Regions from separate parts of the Mus musculus genome. Here region 2 is linked to region 1. The links are chromatin contacts, called in public HiChIP or PLAC-seq maps. All regions are on one chromosome and are shown on one strand. Each heading gives the region's core, a stretch centred on a gene start, on an enhancer-like site or on the middle of the called end of the contact. The rest is flanking DNA. Distances are from core to core; before and after follow the strand shown. Region 1 has its middle 16 kb from the start of Mir290a. Region 2 holds the start of D630041G03Rik (RIKEN cDNA D630041G03 gene).

Evidence for each region. HiChIP or PLAC-seq counts read pairs in DNA pulled down with a chosen protein or histone mark.
Region 2: an H3K27ac HiChIP or PLAC-seq map of trophoblast stem cells shows a contact between it and region 1, with 14 times the contacts expected there. The contact joins the promoter of D630041G03Rik here to the enhancer-like site in region 1. A contact is called at or near these places in 8 of 39 promoter capture datasets (the 3T3-L1 cell line, the HPC-7 cell line, cranial neural crest and 5 more), 2 of 484 Hi-C or Micro-C datasets (embryonic fibroblasts and nephron progenitors) and 1 of 115 datasets of contacts at active chromatin or transcription factors (trophoblast stem cells).

The regions. Positions count from the first base shown.
Region 1 is chr7:3,199,242-3,205,158 of GRCm38.p6, reverse strand. No RefSeq gene overlaps it. Among named protein-coding and RNA genes, the nearest start is that of Mir290a, 16 kb to the left of the region's middle. RefSeq lists a cis regulatory region at 1-5,548. Within about 2 kb of position 3,643, at least 46 of the 459 cell types and tissues checked have an H3K27ac peak or open chromatin away from gene starts, as enhancers often do. A contact at or near this core is called in trophoblast stem cells, where this site is marked.
Region 2 is chr7:4,468,376-4,474,292 of GRCm38.p6, reverse strand. It overlaps D630041G03Rik (RIKEN cDNA D630041G03 gene), which reads left to right and starts at 3,409. Exons shown (of 1, transcript NR_028416.1): 1 at 3,409-5,917. It overlaps Eps8l1 (EPS8-like 1), which reads right to left. Exons shown (of 20, transcript NM_001374622.1): 3 at 5,399-5,439; 4 at 5,039-5,097; 5 at 4,251-4,412; 6 at 3,861-4,010; 7 at 3,403-3,485; 8 at 2,805-3,066; 9 at 2,371-2,497; 10 at 2,092-2,180; 11 at 1,920-1,994; 12 at 1,670-1,818; 13 at 221-362; 14 at 80-108. It also overlaps a transcript of Rdh13 not described here.

The DNA.
Region 1 (5,917 bases), core at 2,394-4,893:
GGGTGCAGGATCCCGTGGAACTGGTATTACAGGCTGTTGTGAGTCGTTATGTGGGTTCTGAGACTCAAACTCAGGTCCGCTGCCAGACTAGCAATCGATGTTAATTGCTGAGCCCTTTCTCCAACCCCCTAGACTGTTATTTTCTTGTGAGAACCTTATATGTAGATAGACACAAATAGCCCTGTTGGGGCAACCCGGGTTTGAATTCTTGAATTTTGCCCTACCCAAGTTGCATTGGAAGCTCCATGCTCCGCTAAACACTACCCCCTGACTCACAGATAGGAAAGTGTTGTATAGTCCCTTTCTTGGCTTTGCCAGAGATGACCTCATTCTGTTCGCCTCCTAGTGTTTGTATGAAAAACTGTGTCTCTTTACTATCTATCTTCTTCATTATGTTTGTGATCAGCTTGTAAGGTTTGGTAGGGATTTTAGATCTGGGCCATATTTTAGGGGTGCATGGGTATTTTCAATGAATAATGAAGGCCTGAAAAAATGTCCTTAGATCTAAGGCAATGCGGAAGGTGACCCTGGAGCAGAAGATTAAGTGTCCCTCTCTTCTATACACTTTGAGAATTGACTCTACTAGGGGAAAAAAGAAGTAAAACTCTTTAAGGCATCCAATTCTGCTTAAACACCCAAAGAGACACCCATTTTGAACAGAAATTATCTGCCACTTGTATAGATTTTAAGTCAGTTGTAAACAGACATACAAGTCAGCTGTCCCCAGGTCACACTTTAAACAAGGTTTTACAGACACAGAAACTGCAAGCTTGGCCAGTAGGGACAAATGGGAGATTTACATAGCAAAGACATCTTTACTTTGTTTTGTTTTGTTTTTTGTTGTTGGAGACAAGAGTTTCCCCAGTGTAGCCTTGACTGTCCTTGGGTGGCCTTGAACTTATAGATCCTGCTGCCCTCCCCTACCAAATCCTGGGATTAAAGGTGTGTACCCTGCCACTCAGTTTACTCTTTTTGTTTTCTTTTTAATTTATTTACTCACTTTATGCCTCAGTCTCTTTCCCTCCCATAGCCCTTCCCCCACCCCACCCTCTTTAAAAAACAGGCTGCTGTTCTTTGTTTAGGTGGCTGTTAACCAGGGACATCCTGCCAGCCTAGTGAACTGATAAGAGGACCGGGCCCTTCTGGCTGGCCGGCATAATTAAGTTCCTTTTGGTATGAGAACAGAGCCTAATAGGTCACAGTTCTGGTAGACAGAGAGGGGTGGGGTAGGGATACATCTTATCGGGGTGTGATAGCACTGGCCTTTAGTTCCAGCATTTGATAGGCAGAGACAGTGAGATCTTTGAGTTTGAGGCCTGCTTAGGCCACTACCTAAGTGAGTTCCAGGACAGTCAGGGATACACAAGAATATCTTTTGGAAGGGAGGAAGAAGGAGAGAAAGATAAAAATACTTCTTTGGTAACCACAGACTAATCACGAACCTCTCAGTTCTACTTTATTCTAGTTTCTAAGAAGTCTGTTTAAGTGACTAGAGAGATGGCTGAGTGGTTAAGAGCACTGTCTGCTCTTCCAGAGGACCCAGGTACAATTCCTAGTAACCACATGGCAGGTCACAGCTGCCTGTAACTCCAGGTCCAGGGGATATGGAGCCCTCACACAGATAAACTTGTAGACAAAGCACCAATGCAAGTAAAAATAAATCAATCTTAAATAAAAAGTCCCGCTAGTTCAGGATGCTAGTTATCTTGTAGTCATATTGATGTGAGGCCCTTCAGCTAAATTCTACTTCTGTGTAAGGTAATATTTCCTAAGCAATTTATTCTTAGCCGGGCGAGGTGGCACAGGCCTTTAATCCCAGCACTCAGGAGGCAGAGGCAGATGGATATCTGAGTTCGAGGCCAGCCTGGTCTACAGAGTGAGTTCCAGAACAGCCAGGGCTATACAGAGAAACCCTGCCCCCACCCAAAGATTTATTTATTTTATGTATTTGAGCACACTGTAGCTATACAGATGGTTGTGAGCCATCACTTTGTTGCTGGGAATTGAACTCAGTACTTCTGCTCGCTTGGGGACCCCGCTCCTTCTAGCCCAAAGATTCATTTATTATTTTATTATTATTATTATATATTTTTTAAAGATTTATTTATTATTATATGTAAGTACACTGTAGCTGTCTTCAGACACTCCAGAAGAGGGAGTCAGATCTCGTTACAGATGGTTGTGAGCCACCATGTGGTTGCTGGGATTTGAACTCTGGACCTTCGGAAGAGCAGTCAGGTGCTCTTACCCACTGAGCCATCTCACCAGCCCTTATTATTTTATTATTATATGTGAGTACACTGTAGCTATCTTTAGACAGACCAGAAGAGGGTGTCAGATCTTATTACAGGGATGGTTGTGAGCCACCATGTGGTTGCTGGGAATTGAACTCAGTACTTCTGCTGGCTCGATTTGAACTCAGGACCCCCAGGAGAGTAGTCTTACCTGCTGAGCCATCTCACTAGCCCCAGTTTTGGTTTTTCAAAATAGGGTTTCTCTGTGTAGGCCTGGCTGTTCTGGAATTTGCTCCATAGACCATGGCCTCAAACACAGAGAACCACTTGCATGTGTGTGTGTGTTTATTTTCGGTAGGGTTTCACTGTGTAGACCAGGGAGGCCTTGAATTCAAAGAGATCTATCTCCTGACCTTAAATACACATGGCACCACCTCTGGAAGTTTTTGTTTTGCTTGCATGGTACTGAATCTCATATAATTCTGCCTGGCTTGAAACTAGTTGTCTAGTCAAGTATGACCTCAAATTCCTGATCCTCTTGTTTTTCTACCTGAATGCTCGGATAACAGGCATTTGCCACTATGCCTGCTATATACAGTTTCTTTCAGACAAGGTCTTACTGTCTAGCACAGAGTGCCTTGGGATTTACAGTAATTCTCCTGCCTCAGCCTGTTAAGTGCTAGAATAAGAGACAGGAGTCACCAACCAGTTATTGGTTTTTTTTTTTTTTTTTTGGTTTTTTGTTTTTTTTGAGACAGGGTTTCTCTGTGTAGCCCTGGCTGTCCTGGAACTCACTCAGGCTGGCCTCAAACTCATAAATCCGCCTGCCTCTGCCTCTGCCTTCCAAGTGGTGCTGGGATTAAAGGCCTGTGCCACCACCACCTGGCTTATTGTGGTTTTGAGAGAGAGCCTCTCCGAGTAGAGGCTGTCCTGAAATTGCTATATAGAGCAGGAGAGGCCTTGAACTCACAGACATCCTCCTGCCTTCGACTCTCAAATACTGGCTTAAAGATGCCTATCACCACACCTGGCCCCAGTTATGTTTTAGATACAGAGTCTATTTTTTTATGTGGTCCAAACTGGCTTCAAACTTTCTCCTACTTTTTTCTCTCTCAGGACTCTGTTTTCCAAGGGCTGGTATTATACCAGGAGTCACCTTGCAGACCAGACTCAAACTACAGCACAGTTGCTTCGTTTTGTTCTCTCAGGCTGGCAGCCAGCCCTGCCCCCACCAGCCCTGAAGTCAGGAGTCCTCCTAACTTTACTCTTTGCGTAAGGATCTAGAGATCTGGACTCACACAAAGACTTTAGACAGATAGAATTCCCACTGAGTCTCCTGCTTCCTGCCAGATCTCAGCTCTGCAGATTTCAGAGCTGATACGGGAAGGAGTGCCGGGCTGTGGGCCCCAGGCAGCTTTCTCTGCCTTCAGATTGCCCAGGTTCCAGGAAATAATGCGGGGAGGTGTGATGTGCTCGGCTCCTTTGGCCCGGTTCAGTCCAGTCTAAACTGACTCGATAAAGAGGCCTTCTACTCCACCCAGCCAGAATTTCACACCTGCCTCTGCCCCAGGAGATCCCCTCATTGTTTTCAGTAAGGAATGCTTTGCATGTGTGTGTGACCTGGTCTCACTATGTAGGCCTGGCCTGCCTGGAACTCACAGAAACACCCTGCCCTTAAGTCTCGAGTGGCAGGAATAAGCCATTCACCACCACATTTTGAAAAAGCACGTTGTGCTTGATTTAAACCCTGAGCTGCGCTCCCGATCCTCTATCACTGCGTTCCTTGGGTGGGATCTTTTCTCTCTTGCTTTAACTTTGACTTAAAAACCCGAATTACAGGCAGGCTGACAAGGCCACCTGGAATGTCAGTGCGTTTGAGGGCTCCCAAATGTTACGTTTTTTACTTGTTAAAGTAAGTAGTGCTTTAATAACAGAGCTTTCTCCCCAAGACACAGTATCACGATGTAGTCCTGGCTGACAGCTACCCCCAGACATGTGCTTGCCATCTAAGTGCTGAGATTGAAAAAAAAAAAAACCAAAATAGCTCTTCTCTCTGTCTCTCTCTCCCTCCTCTCCCCATTCTCCTCCCCCTCTCTCCACGTGCCCCCCCCACTCTCTCTGCCTTTCTGTCTCTACTACCTTCAACTCCCCTGCCCATGCCCTAAATAAACTCTATTCTATACTAAAAAATGTGTTACTAGGCACAAGCAAGTCCAAGTCTCCCTGTCTCTGTCTTCCTCCTCCTCCTCTTCCTCTTCTTCCTCCTCTTCCTCCTTTTTAAAATGTCAGGGATTCTCTGTGTAGCCCTGGCTGTCCTGGAATTTTCGGTGAGCTCCCTGCTTCTGCCTCCTGAGTGCTGGGATTAAAGGTGTGCACCACCATGCCCGGCACACCTTCATTTTTAAAATTCAGGATTTTACCATGCTTAGGCTGCCCTCAATCAACTCTATAGCCAGGTAGGCTTTGACATGGCTAACTTTCTTCCACACCCTAGGGACAATTGTGTGCAGCTCAGCTTGGCTTCTTTAGCACAGATCTGTACTCCCAGGCCCCAGGCATCCCACATCCCTCCTTTCCAGGGAGAGGGAAAGCCATTTTCCCTTGGCTGCTGCTTTGTTGCTGGGACCACTGTCTAGTACCTGGTGATGAAGTTGGTTTTCACAGTATGGTAGAAGAGAGACTGATCACACACCCATGAAAACCCATATATACATTTATATTGCTAAGGACAGAACAAACAGCCTCACTGTATATGTCCATGGGATCCAAAGAATCAGGCATACACATGGCACACATCCAGATAGTAAAAGTGTAAACACGTACAGATTTTATGATTTAAAACTTCATAAAGCTCACAATAACCTCACTACCTTTTTCTTTAAAGATTTATTTATTTATTTAATGCTTATGAATACACTGTTGCTGTCCTCAGACACACACCAGAAGAGGGCATGGGATCCCATTACAGATGGTTGGGAGCCACCATGTGGTTGCTGAGAATTGAACTCAGGACCTCTGGAAGATCAGTCAGTGCTCTTAACCACTGAGCCATCTCTCTAGCCCCCAACCTTACAACCTTTTGTTCACGGAGGGATTTACTGGTCTTCATTTCTGACCAGCAACATAGGACCCTCTTATAGGTGCAGAGTGCTGAGAAATGTTGATAAAAAAGACTTCCCTTCACTTTCCTCAGACACTGTAAGGTTAAATTGACCAAGGCCTTTTGGCAGATGGTGCAATTTCTCAGTGCCCTCTTTCCCTTGACCTGTGTCTCTGCTAACCCATATACCAAAATAATAACATGGTGAGAATCGCAGGCAGGAGTTCAAGGCCAGACATGCCTTCCTGCCAAACCTGAGGGTAGTCTGAGGCCTTGAGTCAAAGCACCCCAACACATAAACAGCATCTTCAAAAAATAACTGTGTGCTGGGTGGTGGTGGCACCCTTTAATCCCAGCACTTGGGAGGCAGAGACAGGAGGATTTCTGAGTTCGAGGCCAGCCTGGTTTACAAAAGTGGGCCCAGGACAGCCAGGGCTACAGAGAAACCCTGTCTCAAAAAAAAAAAAAAAAAAAAAAAAAAAAAAAAAAAAAAAAAGAAAAGAAAAGAAAAAGAAAAAGAAAAAAAGCTAAGAGAAACACTGCAGCCCGGCTTAGGAAGCCTGGTTGGATCCCATGACTTTTT
Region 2 (5,917 bases), core at 2,160-4,659, 1.3 Mb before region 1:
GAGTTGGAGTCAGCGCCGGGTGACCCTGGAACTCGGTCCTCCCAACCCCGCCCCTGGCCGCTTTGCAGCGGACACTCACCCATTGACCGCGACCTGGGGGGCGCTTTGCTGCGGGAAGTAAGAGAGCTTGGAGTCAGGTAGGGTAGACCTCAGACTTCCTGGCTCACCCCTGTGATGCAGTTAGCGGGAGCTTAGTGCTCCCCTGGCAGCTCTGCCTCACCTGCCTGCGCCGCTTCTCGTGTTGTAGCTGTTTTTCCACTGGGTCCTCCCAGGGGCGGCCCTGTGGATCAGTGGCCGGAGGCTCCCAGCCATTGTAGAATTCCGGACTGTATGGAGACCCTTCTTCCGGGGGCAGCTCCACCCTGTCATCAGGGACCCACCAGAGGTTAGGCTAAACCAACCCAGGGACATTATTTCACAACATTTCTCTTTTCCTGCAAACCTGGCTGCTTCTACCCTCCAAGCCCAACTCAATACATTATATTTCTTTCTTAAAAAAAAAAAAAAATTAAGCCAGGAGGTAGTGGCCATAACTTTGATCCCAGCACTTGGGAGGCAGAGGCAGGCAGATCTCTGAGTTCAAGGCCAGTAGGTCTACAGAGTGAGTTCCAGGACAGCCAGGGCTACACAGAGAAGCCTTGTCTCATAACTAACTAACTAACTAACTAACTAACTAACTATTTTATGTGTCTGTATGTATGTAACTGTGTGCACCATGTGTGTACCTGGTGCTCATAGCAAACAGAAGAGGGCATCAGGTTCCCTGGAACTGGAGTTACAGACAGTTGTGAGCCACCATGTGGGTTCCCTGGAAGAGCAGTGTATGCCCTAAGCACCCATTAATTATATTTCTAAACACACTGGGTCCACTGTCATGCTTCCCCCAGCCTCTGAGGCCAAAGCTTTTCCTGTTTTGGAGGGTGGGAAGTCTGAGCAGTCCTGATAGCCCAGGCTAGCCTGGAACTAGCTTTTCAGACTAGTCTAGCCTTGACTTGCAGACACTCTCCTGACTATTTCACAAGTGTTTGATTACCTAAAAATATTTATCTGTTCACTTATTGTGAGTGTGTAGGTGTGGGTGAGCACATGTGGAAGTCGGAGGACAGTTTTGTGGAGGCAAATATCTTTGTCTGCAATGACGTAGATTCCTGTAGAAACTCACACCTCCAAAGACCCCATTTTTGTGACAGGGTCTCCAGCTTGCTTTCTAGTGGAGGGTAATCTTCAACTTCTGTTCTTCCTGTGTCACCAACCGAGAGCTGGGACAACAGCGCCACTGGCCGAGCTTCTGGAGCTTCTGGCTACTTTCTCAACACTTACATCAATCCATCTTGCCCTTTACCCGCTCCCAGTCTGAGCTCCGTGCTCTCCCTGAAAGCCTCCAAGGACAGACTCCTTTTCAACTTCCTGTATGTCCCACATTTTCCTTGTAGCTGAGTCCCACTTGCCTAACAACCCTCCTTGCCCCGTAGTCTGTCTCTAAATTCTCTAAGCCCCACCATTTGCTTCAATCCAACTATCTGATTAGATGTTAAACCTTTCCCTCACGCTAATTTCGAGCATGTTCTCCAGTTGAATCCTGGCATTTATCTTAAGTCTCGTCCCCTCCTCAAATTTAGCAGTGTCCTGCAGCCAAGTCAAACCTCTACACTCTAGTTTCCCCTCTCACCCTGGGCAGGTCCAGGAGTCTCCCAGCGAGGTCCATAGTTCATTTTCACCAGGAGTGACATTGTCGCGGAGCAGAGTCACAGCCTCCAACGTCAAATGCGGTCGTCGCACACTCTTCGCGAACTCAGGGCCGCCTGAAGTGTTCACAATCTACCAGGCCAACAGAAATGAGCATGCCAACAAGACCTTCTTGAAGTCGAATCTTAATCCTTCTAAAGCAGGGGAGCCCTGAGGGCTAAGATGAGCCTCACCATCTGCAGAGGTCCAAACAGAAAGTGCAACAGCTCTGGAGAGGAGGGGTTGGCGATGTTGCCTCGCAACCGGGCCTGGAACGAAAGGAGGTCATTTCTTATTAGTGCACGAATGATGGATGGGTCAAAGTGCCCTCACTCCATCGACGCCCAGCAATGGATGCATCCTCACCAGCAGACTGAAGGCGTATTTGATTTTCTGAAGCACGTCGGTGTACTCAGCCTCAGTGGGTGGCTTGGCCCTCAGTGTCAGCAGACCCTCTGTGCGGAGAGAGCAGGTGAGGTTGTGGGGACACCAAGAAAGCATTAGACAACAATTCCAAAGGTGTAAACACCCAAACGGGTGGCCTTAGGAAGTCAGACCTGGCTGGTGGTGGGAGACCCCAGGGGGAGAGGATATTTGGACATCACTCAGGAAGGTGTGTTCTCGGTCCATGTGGAAGCCCCTTACCTCCCGCAGCTCGGCGTCGTGTCCTGCGGCCTCTCTCGCGGTGCTCCAAAACCCGGGTAGCCTCTGCTGATTTTTGCAGTCTGGATACAAAACTCTCCACGTCGTCAAACACGTGGTTCAGAATATCCTACCATAAGCAAGAGAGGTAAGAGTGGTGCTCCTGAGTCTCAGACTCTGGTCTAGGTCCAGGGCTCCAATCTGAACTCCTGGACACACCCCCTACGTCAGGCCATGCCCATAACTGGAGCAGTGGGTGGTCTATATCAAAGACTCTAGCCATACTTCTAGAATTAACTCCCATCCCCGACCCAGCATCTTGTCAGCTAGTCACACCTAGACGTGCCACGTTCCTGAATCTCGTTCCCCACTCCAAGACTGACTTGATTGTCAAGGAAATCTTTTTCTCCTAGCTGGTGCCTCTCACTCAAGCTCACCACATCCCGCTCTGCCTGCAGACCCGCCAGCTCAGGTCCTCTTGGGCCCAAGTCTGGGGAGGTAGGGTCAGCACTGCTAGTCGTGCGAGCTTGGTCGGGTTTCCTTGCTTCCTCAGTCTCTGGAATTGACTCCACTTGGGGTCGCCCGCGGACTGCGGATGGTTCCACGGTGTTGATCACCAGGCGGACAGACGGGCGACGCTGTAAGGGCGGGGTCTCCGCTGCTGGAGAGGCGCCGCGTCGCAGCTCCTCCTGCGTCGCCCTGAGTTAAGAAAAAGGGGAGACCGAGGCTGGGGCAACCGATGGGATCAGGAAGGGGGGGGGGCGGTCAAACGAAGGCTGGGCATTTCATAATGAGAAACTGGATACGAAGATGGAGAAACCAAAGACCAAGACAGGCTAAAGTAGAAGACTGGAGCGGAGCGGTCACCTTGTCTGGGAGGTACAGGTAAGACCTGGCCAAGGCTAATTTGTGACCACATTCAACACTCTAGGCTGTTCGTACCAAGCTCATTTCTTAGCTGAGGAGAGTGAGGTCCATAGATGGGAGAATTTTTTTTTTCAGTGCGCTCTGCATCTGCTTCCCCCTTCTCCTCACCTGAGCGCTGCTGCCCTGCGTTCTCCACGTCCGGAGCGGTAGTTCTGCAGAGCCCCTTGGATGTCCTCACGGATCAGCTCCGCCTGTCAATCATACTTTAAGATCTCCCCTCTTACGCCCCACCCATTGCCTGCCCAGGACTCTTTCTTGTTCTCAGCGCTTTGCCTCCGACTGTCTTGGACAAACCCCATGGACCCCATCTTGGTTCTGCCTGCCTGCCTGCCTGCTTCCAACCATCTTTTTTATGTTTTTCTCAAAGCCTTTGTTCTGCATCTTCTTCCCATCGTCACATTCAGTCATGGTCTAGAGTTCATTCAACCTGTCCTCAATTCTGGTTCCCTCTCAGACCTGCTTTCCTAGGCTATGTCCCCGTTTGCCAAGGCCCCGCCCCAAACATGGAAGCCCCGCCTCTGATTCTCTACTAGAAAAAAAAGCCACCCGGAGCCACGCCCACTCACTCCGAGGAGCAGGCCCTGGAAGAAATGAACATCCGGCTGTGCACGCTCTGGCTCCTGGCACACCAGGAGCAGCAATGAACGGCTCCGTCCTCGGGGCATCACCGCGTCGCAGCGTACGATGGCATCGAGAGGATATGACTCTAGTTCTTCCTGCAGGACGGGGTCGCAGGGTAAACGGAGGCACAGATTCCTATGACTGCTAGAGCAGTGTCCAGGACTTGGGGCAAGGCAACCGAAAGAGTTCAGGGGCCTAGAAATAACACCCTGTTTAATAACCTAGGCTTCAAAGGATAGCTTGCCAAAGTTCCCAGGGGAAGGACGCTTCGGAGCCAAGATTCACCCTCAGATCTCAGCCCCATTTCTCTCTTCCACCCAATTGCTCTCTGGCACCTTGGAGACTGGATCAAGCAGAGTGACTTGACTAGGTGACACTCTCAGTAGCATCTCCTGTGCCCAGACACGCCCCTGGCTGTCCATGACTGCCAGCTTTCTGGAAGCATCTTCCACAGTGTGCACGCCATCTTCTTCCCCCAAGCAGAAGGTGACCAGGTGCTGGCAGGAGACAGAGTAGGTAGCTGAGTCCCAGGCTATGCCAAGCTGTTGCTGAGCTTCTAGAGGGAGCTCCTGTTCAGCCTAGCCATACTTCCCCAGAATGCTTTCCTCAGACCCTTTGAATCCAGACCTCAGTCTCCCTCCCTCAGACCCTTCAGCTCCTTCAGTGGCCAGCACTGATTAGATTTCCTTCCAATTAGGACATCTTCAAACCAAGATTGGAGGCTTCTCAAGGGCAACAAATAATAAGGATTGAACTCTTGTAAGTGCCTCCTCTGCTTTGCATTATGACATCCACACCCTCTCCTGGACCATGGAACCGTGGCCGATTTGGTCCTGCATCCTGCACTGGGGATGGCTCAGAGGAAGATCAGACAGAACTGAGTTCTCAGGCAACAGGGACGGATGTTCATGGGGAGAGAAGAGCTGAGTTTTCCTAGTCTCTTCCTTCTTTCTTTCCTTCTTTTTCCCTCCCTTCCTCCTGCCTCCCTCTCTCTCTTTCTTATTTATTCACTTTACATCCTGATGGCTGCCCCCGTCCCCAGTCCCTGTTTTCAAAAGGCCTATCACTTCAGGCTCACCTCTCCCCAGGAAACGTCTTAGAGAAACATAGACCCCAGACTCACATTGACATGATACTGGGACACGTCAGCCATAACCACGGTGGAGTAACGTTTTCTCTGTTCTAAGGAGGGGAGAGGGGGAAGTGCATGCAAGAGTCAGACTGCAGCCTGGTTCCTTAGACCCTGATGCTAGCTAGCCCTTCTCCCTCAGAAGGAGGAGTCTAGACTCCAGCTCTCCTCCCTCAGACCCAGGAGTCCAGACTGCAGCCATCCTCCCTCAGACCTAGGATCCCTGACCCCAGCTCTTCTCTCTCAGATCCAAGAGCCCAGATTCTGTCCCCTCCTCCTCCTCTCAAAACGACAGACTGTATTCTCTCTTCTCCCAAGAGCCTTGTTCTTGGTCGCCTTAACCCTCAAGCTTACCATAGATAGACTTTGCACTTGGTTTGGGTGCAGCTTCAGGCCTGGTGAAGAAGAAAATAAGGGGTTAGGAGGATGGTGGGGCTGGGGATAGACCCTGCAGGCATGCATCAGGGAGGGTAATGGAGAGCCGTGCAAGGTCTGAGCAGGTGAGAGCAGGACACACCAGAGTTAAAGAAGATGGTATGGTATAAGCTGGGTGTAGTGGTGCATGCCTTTAATTCCAGCAGTCAGGAGGCAGAGGTGTGAGTTCGAGGCCTGGTGTACAAAGAGAGTTCCAGGATAGCCAGGACTGTTACATAGAGCAACCCTGTCTCAAAAAATCAAGACATATGATGTGATAATGTGTGTGTGTGACCGCTACATCGCACAAACCTGGATTCAAATATTCTATTTCTGTCTGTCTGTCTGCCTGCCTCTCCCTCTCTCTCTCCCCCTCTCACCCTGAGATGGAGGACCCTTGTTCAGTTCTGGGTAACCAGGCCAGGCTGCTCACAACCAGCTGTGAAGCTCTAGCTGTTC